Regions from separate parts of the Triticum aestivum genome. Here region 2 is linked to region 1. The links are chromatin contacts, called in public Hi-C maps. All regions are on one chromosome and are shown on one strand. The core of a region is the stretch at or near the end of the contact, and the rest is flanking DNA. Distances in the headings are between cores, read along the strand shown.

The links. A called contact is a pair of places that touch in the nucleus more often than the background predicts.
Region 2: a Hi-C map of leaf shows a contact between it and region 1, with 6 times the contacts expected there. The contact joins the promoter of LOC123119876 here to the enhancer-like site in region 1. A contact is called at or near these places in 2 of 5 Hi-C or Micro-C datasets (both in leaf).

The regions. Positions count from the first base shown.
Region 1 is chr5D:128,656,729-128,662,627 of IWGSC CS RefSeq v2.1, reverse strand. No RefSeq gene overlaps it. Among protein-coding and RNA genes, the nearest start is that of LOC123119874, 71 kb to the right of the region's middle. Within about 2 kb of position 1,922, at least 5 of the 8 cell types and tissues checked have an H3K27ac peak or open chromatin away from gene starts, as enhancers often do. A contact at or near this core is called in leaf, where this site is marked.
Region 2 is chr5D:129,159,124-129,164,518 of IWGSC CS RefSeq v2.1, reverse strand. LOC123119876 (guanylate kinase 1) reads right to left here and starts at 2,725. Exons shown (of 11, transcript XM_044539837.1): 1 at 2,430-2,725; 2 at 2,001-2,046; 3 at 1,764-1,853; 4 at 1,183-1,259; 5 at 968-1,094; 6 at 171-533; 7 at 1-97. The coding sequence starts at 2,003.

The DNA of each region.
Region 1 (5,899 bases), core at 673-3,172:
TAAGTGATACATGTGGTGGTTATGAGGTAACCCCGAACAGAGTAAGTTGGTGCATGATATTGTTAACATGTTGCATAGTAGTATCATCATATGTTCATGACATGCTCATCTGATATTGTTCTAGTGCTATTTTGTTCACCATGTCCATGCCATGTGTCGTGATAGTATCATGTTCAACATTGCTAAGTAACCTGTAAATGTCATGTTGTTGTTTGTCTTGATTGCTTTGGTTGTTGTGAGCTTGCAAGTACATTCAATGTACTGACCTGGCGTATCATGCCAGTTTGCAGGTCATGCCTTGTCTGCTTGCTTGTTTGCCGAGGATCTTGAGTTTGCGAGCTAGGATAAACGTTCCAGCCAGAGTCCCTACGGAGTGGAGTCCATCACCGTCGTCGCTGTTCCGCTGCTAGTAGTTATTCCGCTGCTTCGAGTTGTTCTACTGCTTGCATAGAGCAACCTTGGCAGGCGTAGCGTCGTCGTGCCGTTGTAATCCCCTTGTACCCATATCGATTGTAATAAAGAGCTGATTTGTTCTATGCCAGCAGTGTCGTATTCCAAAAGACTTACCTCGATCTCTGGGCTGGAATACGGGGCGTTCCGATCTCTCTGAGCCGGGGTACCACATTTGGGAGGCGCGAAATCATCCCGGGCTGCAAACACACTAGGAGACTCGCACTTTTGGGATGGTGCAGCGCCGGGGTCGGACCATTTTAGCGGATCTCGAGGACCCTGTCTCCTTGGATGCTCACACTAGTTGTCTCCGCCCAGACATGGCAACACGGGCGTGAAGGCTTTTATCCTTCTTGAAGGTTACTGAAGAAGTTGACTTAGCCATAAGTTTATAAATTTCATATCTTGAAATGATTAAGTTGTTGTTGTATATGCTATGTAGTCCATTTGTTAGCCGAAGTCCTACTCTGAGCTCGAGCTCAAATGCTCTTGCATAAATAGTAAAATAAAAAATTATTGAAAATTCAAAAAATTCATATTTTTTGTGTGGCAAACATTAAGCAATGTTTTGAGTGCTTACAAATTTTCAGCATGAAATCACATTCGTAGAAGTCGTGGCAAAAAACATAAAATCAGTGCTCCAAAATGCTTTTGAAAGTAGCATCTTCGGAGCATCGATTTTGTTTTTATGCCATGACTTCCATGAATGATGATGGTTGTGGACATCATGGTCAGGCCTCGACCTTCCTTCCGAAAACGAAACAATTCCTATATACCTAAGAGTCGTTCCTGCAAACTTATTTAACTAAAGATAAGCATGTCACCTCATCATACAATAATGAATGAGATAAGACTCGCCTCAAAAAACAACCATATAGGAGAAAAGACCCACCACAAAGGTCAACCATGCATGGAAAATGTCTCCGATTCAATAATTTTACTTATATTTAAGAAATATTGTTACAACTATACATAATCAAATACTCCATACGTTCCTAAATATAAGTCTTTTTAAAGATTTCAATATGTATGGATGTATATAGACATATTTTAAAGTTTAAATTCACCATTTTGCTTCGTCTGTAGTCCATATTGTAACCTCCAAAAAGACTTATATTTAGAAACGGAGGGAGTACAATAAATCATATGTATTTTAAATTTTGATACTCATATTCTTAGCCTAAGTTTTCGTCGATCAATTCCCACGGCAACTCATGGGATATCCTCTAGCTTATTTTATAAGCACCGCCCGCTTTAGTTTTAGCCGGGCAAACCCTAACCCTAGGACGACTCGGCCGTTGATCCATCTCAAGCATCTCGAGGCATGTACAGTGAACTCATGATCTATAAACAACTGAAAAGCGCATAAATCCAAGCTCCAGTAAGCACCGGCAGTGGGGCGGCTACAAGTGGTCAACTGGCCCTGTCTGGTATGTTCCTCACCCTTTCCGCGCAAGTGGGCGTGCAACTTGCAGGCCCCTTCCCGCCTGAAACCTGCCTCCCTTCATTCTGGCCTGCTGCGACAGTGACAACCCCCTCCCTCCTCACGGAAGCCGACAACCGGCGCGCTACCAACCTTGGACAAAATCATTAGATCGCTAATCAGATTTGATCTTGATTCCTGAACGAAAGCCAGGTTTTAGTAGTAGCCTTCAGAAGGACATACGGTGACATCGCAACCAATCTGCATATGGCCCTCCTTGACAGATTCCTAGGTAAGAAAAACCGCGTGAATACACGCGTATACCTGCAAGTTCCAACCGATTGCAGAGATCGTGCCCCGTTACTTTGTCAGATTCTTTGTACAAGGTGCCTGTCTCCTAGCTTTGATAGTCAAACACATAGGCAACAACCAGTTATATGATTGTAAAACAAAAGGTTATATGAAATTGACACGTCATTTATAGCCAATTTAATACTCCCTCTGTTTCTAAATATAAGTCTTTTTAATATTTTAATAAGGACTACATACGGATGTATATAGACTTATTTTAGAGTGTAGATTCACTCATTTCGCACCGTATGTAGTCCACATTGAAATCTCTAAGAAGACTTATATTTAGGAACAGAAGGAGTAGTCAATATGTTTTTAACACAGTATAGACGCAAGCGCTTATATACACGCGCATACACTCACCTCTATGAACGCACACACGAACACCCTACCCCTATAAGCACCTCCGAAAGACTGAGCCGGCATCGCCGGAAATCCTGAAATAAATCCAGAAATAAATATGAGCACTAGGACTTGAATCCTGATGGGCTAGGGATACCATCTAACCATCCAACCACAGGTTGGTTCGTAATAGTTAATATGTTAGTATGTTATTAAGAAGTATTCCCTCTGTTCCATAATATAAAACCCTTTTTAACACTACACAGTTTCAACAAATGACTCATACTCCCTCCATCCGAAAAAACTTGTCCCTCGAATGAATGTATCTAGCACGTATCTAGCACCAACTTGGTGCTAGATACATCCATTTGAGAGACAAACTTGGGACAAGCTTTTTCGGACTGAGGGAGTATTATGGTACAGTGTTTTAGAAAAGGATGATGATCCCGGCCTCTGCATCTGGGCGATGCATACAGCCACTTTATTAATTATTTTCACAAGACCTTACAAAGGCATACAACAGTAAGACTAAAACCGCCGTCTAAGCAACAAATGTCGCTACACCTATCCAGTTGATGAAGGGGCGTAGATAGCCTGGGCCTAATAGGCATCGCAGCCAAGCCTAACATCTAAGACCTGAGACCACAACCTACCCACTTGCCGGGTCTGGGGCACACACTGTATTATGGTACAGTGTGACTACTACTTTATTAATATCTAGCCCACTTGATATTCTCACAATATTTTTTGAAGCCTGTGTTGCAGCTCGTTGTTAATCTACAACCCACTTCTCTTCTCTTTCATCTTCCCTCTCATCCAACTCAGCAAAAAACTTAATCTTTACAGTTTACTAAGTGTACCTTATTAGACTTGCTCTTAAGGCATCTCCGGTACCTTAAAGTGCATGTAAAAGTCTAGACCACATGGACCAGACACTTTTGTCATGCAATGCGGCCTCTAAATATCCACACACCAGTTTGGATGTGAGGCCTCCTCTTAACGCTTCAGACGCCTGGAAGCTCCAAGGCGCAAGCGCAGAATTCACGGTGTTGCGACCCATTAGCGAGTTGCCTCTCCATCGACTCGCTCGGTCAGCGGTTGGATTGCTCGTTCGTTGGTTTGCCCTTAACTTTCCCACGACCATTGACCAAGGTTGTTGACTGTCTACTTTCTAAAAAAAATCTTGAAGTTTCAAAAAGCACAAATTCGGAAAACTATTCATGAGTTTGATTTTTTCATGAATTAAAAAAGTTTGCAAATTTGGAAAAGGTTCGTAAATTTGAAAAAGGTTCGTGAATGGAAAGATATATTCATGAATACAAAAAAGGCATATTAAAAAGTCCAAGAATTTGGAAAAAGAGTTCCAATGATTTGGAAAAAGTTCACACATTTTTAGAAAGTTCATGAATTCGGAAAAAGTTTGTGAATTTGCAAAAGATTCAAAAATTTAAAAATAACAAATTTGTAAATTTTTCGTGAATACAAAAAAATATTTACATATTTGCAAGATATCACAAATTTCTTAAAAAACTTACATGAATTTGGAAAGGATCATAATTTAAAAAATTCATGAATTTAAGAAATTTCACAAAACTAAAAAAAAGCTCACAAACTTGAAAAAATTACAAACAATTTTAAAAGGGACAATTGCATTTTTACCCCTAGTTGGTTCCTATCCACGGGTTTTGCCCTTGCTTTTCGAGCTTGCTCAGTTTTGCCCTTACTTTTTCCGTCATGGTCCCTCAAATGCCCTTTGACCGTTTGACCAAAACTTTGAAAATTCTTAACTAATTCATATGAACTCAGAAAAAAGCAAATAAGATATCAAAATGTTCAGATAAACATTATCTTTATGTGCATATCATTTGCATTCAGGACAAAAGCATCCTTTAAACTACCTGAGGTAATTAATGTTATTAACATTATTAAAAATAAAAAGGTATAAACAATATTTTTTCATGAATAAAAATTACATGCAAATGTAGGTGATGTTTTCTGAACATCCAGATATCTTATTTGCATTTTTCTGAGTTCGTATCATCTTATTATGAATGTTCTAACGACTTTGACCATTATTTGGAAACTTCATAACAAGTTGATACGAACTCAGAAAAATGCAAATAAGATATCAGGATGTTCAGAAAACATCACCTACATTTGCATGTAACTTTTATTCATGAAAAAATATTTTTTATACCTTTTTTATTTTTAATAATGTTAATAACATTAATTACCTCAGGTAGTTTAAACGATGCTTTTGTCCTGAATGCAAATGATATGCACATAAAGTTAATGTTTATCTGAACATTTTGATATCTTATTTGCATTTTTCTGAGTTGATATGAATTTTCAAAGTTTTGGTCAAACAGTCAAAGGGCATTCGAGGCATCTTGACGGAAAAAGTAAGGGCAAAACTGAGCAAGCCCGAAAAGTAAGGGCAAAACCCGTGGGTAGGAACCAACTAGGGGTAAAAATGCAATTGTCCTATTTTAAAAATACATGAATTTCAAAAACGTTTGTGAATATGAAAAAGGGTTCAAATTTATTTAAATAATGAATTTGAAAAATGTCCGTGAATACAAAAACATATTCAAGAGTTCGAAAAAATAATTTAAAAATAATTTGAGAAAGATCGTAAATTTGGAAAAAAGATTGCAAATAAAAAACATTCATGAGAGTTTGGGAAAAGTAAAAAATATATTCACAAATTTGAAAAAGTTCACGAACTAGAAAAGCTGGCAAATTTGAAAAATATTCTTGAATATAAATATATGCATGAATTTGGAAAAAATTCACAGACTTGAAACAAAGTTTACAAATTAGGAAAAAGTGCGTGAATTTGTAAAAGAAAAGTTCATGAAAAATAAAGTGAATACATAATTTAAAAAGAATAAAAACCAGCCAAAATGGACAGAAAAAGAAAAAATAAGGCGAAAAATGAACAAAACCAACCAAATTGGATAGAAAAAAAAAGCAAGCGACTTCAAAGATGAAGTGGGGCTATTCGATTGTGTTACCGCATATTTAATTTTCAAGTGAATTGTTCGCAGCATATTTGGGACGCCCGGATAATTAAGCTACAGAAACCCCCTCGTAATAATGCCACATCACCTCGGTTACTATTGTTAAACTTGCGTTGATTAGGAACGGATTCAAATTCAAATTCAAAATCAAAGCAAACAACAAAAATTTTCAAATGTGAAAACTAAAATGTTCGGGTTGTGACAAATGTTGCATAGGTAGATATGGTGAAGAACCCATATTTAAATAAAATGTTTAAATGCACTCTAGTAAATAAAACAGTGGCTAAAACAAATATTTAAATGATTTTAC
Region 2 (5,395 bases), core at 1,476-3,975, 500 kb before region 1:
CCTCGAATGACGGAGGGCATACAAAGATGAATATTGCTTCAAGAGAAGAAGCCCTCACAGATCGTGCTCCTTGGACATCAATGTCGAGAATGCACCTCTTCAATGAAAAGCAATGGAAAGATGAATAATTCACCTTTCAGAAACTAGTATAGAAGTGGAAGTGATTTTACCTTCCCCTCATCAGTAACAGATTCAACTGCTTCAATACTCGTCCCATAGAGATTTCCATGAACATGAGCAAATTCAAGGAATTCCCCCTCACTTATATCTTGTTCCATCTTGCTTCTTCCAGCAAAATGGTAGTGGACACCATCTATTTCCTTCACCCTTGGAGACCTTGTAGTGTGGCTAACAGAGAACCCAAATTTCGATGGGTACTCTTTCATCAATTTTGCTATTAGCGTCCCTTTACCAACACCAGATGGCCCACTAATCACAACTGGTTTTTGGGCGACACCAAGTACTCCCTTGCTCCAGGAAACAACTTCTGAACCCTTGATTTTCCGCTGTTGTTTAACAAAGGGGGTATCTATCTGAAGATGTAAAGAAAAAGAGGGTGAGCTCAGACAGGTCAAATAATAAAAAGGAAAATTAATAATCATGAAATATTGTCACGCAAAAATATACGACGTCTACTATACCCTGTGCTACACACACACACACACAGAGAGAGAAACAGAGATCTACATTTACTGAACAATAGATGGGCTAAGACACGATACCAGTTACCATCATGCCACTAATACAGTTCTGGCTTGCCAGTAAGACGAAGTACATTAAAAACCAAACAACACTGCATCGTGAGATGGCACAAACCAAAAAGACCACTGCATCGTGTGTTTACTTGAAGCTCCCCAGGCCCACCATTAAAAAGGTGAAAAAAACCTTCCTCTATATTTTTGTAAAGTAAGAGCAATAGACAGACCAAGAAGGATAGCAATTCTTTGTCAATCTAGGTAATGTTTACCTCAAGGAACCAGATGGAATCATTCAAGGAAACACCCTTCTCAACAACCAATATCTTCTCCTCATTTATAAGAATTGCTGAGTGTGACTTGGATGGAGGCTGCGCTCCAAGTACTGTCGGCACAATCCTGCCACAAAACAAATAGTCGAATGACCATCCACTAAAAACCAAGGAAATTATAGGGACGACAAGAACAAAAATGAAAAGTACAATACCAGGTCTGAGTTAGTTTGTCCAGAATTTTGATGCCAAAGGATGACTTTGAGTCATCATCTGTTCTGCCAATTACATACTGCAAAAAAAGAAAATGTTGTTACAATCTAGCTTTATAGTTTAGAGTGCTCCTTAGTATGATAAACACTACAGCTACATGGGAAAAGATTATTTTACTGAACATATGGAAAACAGTAGGTGTAAGTTAGTGCAGCCAGTGAGCCAGATAAGTACAAGAAAGTCATTTGGTACCATATATTAAACCTACAGTAACTTTATAATTATTAATGAAACAAACAGCTCAGCTCTCCTTTTGATCTCAAAATAAATGGGTGTCATATCTTCCTTGATGTTCCAATACTAGCACAACACATTCTTGTTACATCTCTATCAAAACCAACATGATATCGCCAAAAAGATGCAAAACAGTTGCCAGCTTTCTAAGCTCAATCTTATTAATTTTTAAGTAACATAATAGAGGTGATAGCTTCAACAACTATGAACAAGAAATAGTGGCAGTCAATCATATCTAAAATCAAATTGAAAGCATATGTATATGAGTTGACTTATTCAAGGGACTCGCCGTCTTATCGCCAACAACTATGGCATTCTCTTGGCAATCCTTGGACCCCAAGGTGATGCGGTCAACGCGAAACTCAGGAGCCTCTTCACCCTGTTTATCACATCAAACCAAAATTTGGAGTCTGTTAGGCACGATACCTAATATAATCTCCGCCTAATCTTCCTTGACATGCTACCTAAGTACAACATCAAAAGAACAGAGAAAAAGGAGCGCATAAAAAGCTAGTGATGAACTCACCATAAAATAAGCCGTGATCGGGAGCAGATGGGACGAGCCTGGCGTCCTATTCATAAAAGTGAGCATAAACAAATGATCAGGAAAAAAAGTTTAAACAGTAGATTGATTTACTCAGAGAATAAGACCCAAGTGGATGAATTCATCCCAACATCCACCGCCAAAAGAAGAAGCGAACCTTTCATTTGCTCTCACACATTTCAGGAATCGAGCTTTCCACAACGAGGACGACAGGCTACGCGACCAAAGCTACACTAATCACGCGCCATTACCATTCCAAGGCTAGATCCAACAAAACGCAGCCACTAATAGGGGGTGTTGTCTTCCTAAGAACCAGGCACCAACCACCGTCGCGACCATTCCAGGAACAATCAAGGAAACCCTAAATCGAGCCGTGCAGGGCCGAAAACCAGATACGGGCGGGACACAAACCTCGCTTCCCCGACGAGATCCCGCGATCCCGGCGCCGCCCCGAGCTGGAGGCCGAGAAACGAACGAGCGCGGTAACGAATGTCGCCGCGGCGGCGGCTGGTGCGACGGGGCGGTCAGCGCGGAGGAAGGAGGGGGTCGAGGCGGCGGCGCTGGGATGGGAGGAGGGAGGGAGGGGGGGAGGGATCAAATGGGGGCAGGAGCCCTCTGGGTCTCGGGTTGGAATTGGAATTTTGCAGGGAAGAAGCGACGGCGAGGCTGCGGCGTTTTTATACAACTTTTTCTCCTTCCCTTTTCGCTTGTCATTTCCCCCCTCTCTCCCCTTTATATCGATGGAACTGCATTATTTTGGTCGGATTCGGTGGATCTGGTCTTGTGTCTTGACCCGAACCCCTAGGCCTAGAGCATCGCTTCTTTCCCTGGCTAGTATAGTTTGGACCTTTTCTACGGCAGCCTTAACCCTTTTTTGCCCTTTCTTCGCACGTTAGACCGACCTGAAGTCGATTCAATAAGGGGCAAAGGGAAAAGGAAAGTTTGAGGTCCATCTGAAGCATTGGAGAACCATAGCTCCAGTTTGACGCTAGACGTCATTCTTTTCACACCATTTTTTCTGTATAGTGTCCACGTATATTTACTAATTACACATGTCTGGCACTGAGATATTGATTATGTCATGGCCAAAAAAAAATTTATCAAGTTTTGCCATGTTCATATCAACTTCTATTTTTCCCTAGCATTGGTCAAACCATGCGTAGGTTAAACTTGGCTAATAACATGACCAGACATAATTGTGTCAAGGTTAAAAGAGTTCGACAAAGCATATAATATGCTAATGCTGTTAGGCTATCGATCTTCTTCAGAATTCAGGTACGCAGTACAGAGGATACACAATACAGAGGGTAGCTAGTTCCTTCAGATACAACTTGTGGGAGAGGAAAGAAGAAAGTGCAAAAGCAAAGAAGGAGCCGCCGATGCCGTTCGTTGCCAGATCCAACCGGATGTCTTTCTCTCTGAATCGCATGGTTTAAGTAGAGCTCACCCATTCGGGTCCCATGAATCTTCGGTTGGGATGCCTGATCCTGGCTGGCTTGGCGATGACGCGCCCCTCTCCTTGATTGGTCCACTTGGCGTTCCCTCCTGCTGGCGTGGCCGGGTCAGCTGTTGCGGCAGCGCTACTGCCACTTCCCTCTCCAGGCTTACTTAGTGTGCTGACATCCCCTCCTCCTTGACTTGCGGCTTGCCCCCAAGCCGGTAGATGAGGAAAGCGGTGGCGGAGGGAAAGGGCGTCCTCCCAAGTGGCATCGAGAATATCAGGATCAGACCAACGGACCAGGATTTGCTCACGACGACCGGAGGGTGTGTTGCGCCATCGGCTGTTCAAGATTTCCACTGGAATAAGAGAACTGTCATAAGGAACTGGCAAGTTCGAAGAGACAGCCGTACCTGGAGCCAAAGCTTGCTTCGGTTGGGAAACATGAAAAACAGGGTGAATCTTGGAGTCAGTTGGCAAGTTCAGCTCGTAAGCCACTGGATTGATAGCTCGTTTGACTGAAAACGGCCCAAAATATCTGCATGCCAATTTATGGTTAGCCCTTTTTGCCACTGACATCTGCACATATGGTTGCAGCTTGACAAAGACTGAATCCCCTGTTTTGAACGAGCTATCAGTGCGCTTCTTGTCAGCTTGGACCTTCATAATGTGCCTTGCTCGATGCAAATGTTGCTTCAAGACGATCTGCATCAGCTGGCGCTCTTCGAGCCATTCTTTCAGATCTGGTATTTTGCAAGTAGACGCCGCTTCAATGCCCCAGTGTCTCGGTTCATGGCCATACAATGCTTGGAAAGGAGACATATCCAATGCTGAATGATAACTGGAATTGTACTAGAATTCCGCGAGTGACAAGTATTGACTCCAGCGGCCTGGACAAGCATGTATGAAACATCGCAGAATAATTTCCAAACACTGATTGACCCGTTCTATCTGCCCGTCAGTCTGTGGGTGGTAAGGTGTGCTCATATTCAGTTCAGACCCAATCACATGGAACAATTCCTGCCAAAACTTGCTTGTGAAGACCGGGTCTCTATCTGAAATAATAGCCTTGGGCAATCCGTGCAGTTTGTACACATTATCTAGATACACCCTGGCCACTTTCGCTGCTGTGAAGGGATGATTCAGTGGTAGGAAATGGGCATAACGCGTGAATTTATCCACGACCACCAATCTGCAATTTGCTTTGCCCGACTGGGGAAGACCATCTATAAAATCCATAGTGATCACTTGCCAGGCTCCTTCCGGCAGGGGAATTGGTTCAAGTAGACCTGGGTACTTAACTCGTTCTGGTTTTGACTGTTGGCAGACGGAGCAGGTTCTCACATAGTCTCTGATGCACTCCTTCATCTTAGGCCAGGCAAACAGTCGTCGTAAGCGACGATAAGTAACAGGAAAGCCGGAGTGGCCCCCGACTGTATTGTCATGGAATGCTTTCAGTACCTTCTGTTGCAAAGCAGTGGATCCTCCCAACCACAATCTGTTGCGAAAGTAGAGCAGCTCGTTCGACCAGATGAATCTGCCCTTGGGGTCCGGACGGAGACGTAGTTGTTCGCGGATTTTCTGGACTTGTTCATTGTTGTCATAACTGGCACGAATGTCATTGATCCAAGCAGGTTGGCAGATAGAAATAGCTGCTAGTTGCTCATCGGAGTGGAGGCGACGCGAGAGAGCATCAGCAACACTATTGGTAGTTCCCTGCCTGTAACAGATTTTGTAGCGTAAGCCGAGCAATTTCGTAAATGCTTTCTGTTGCCAAACTGTCGATAGACGCTGATCGTCAAGATGGACCAGGCTACGTTGATCTGTCCGAATCAGGAACTCCTCCGTGTGTAGGTATGGACGCCATTGCTCAACAACCATCAGAATAGCAAGGCATTCCTTTTCATATGTGGAGAGCCCTCTATTTTTGGGTCCCAAC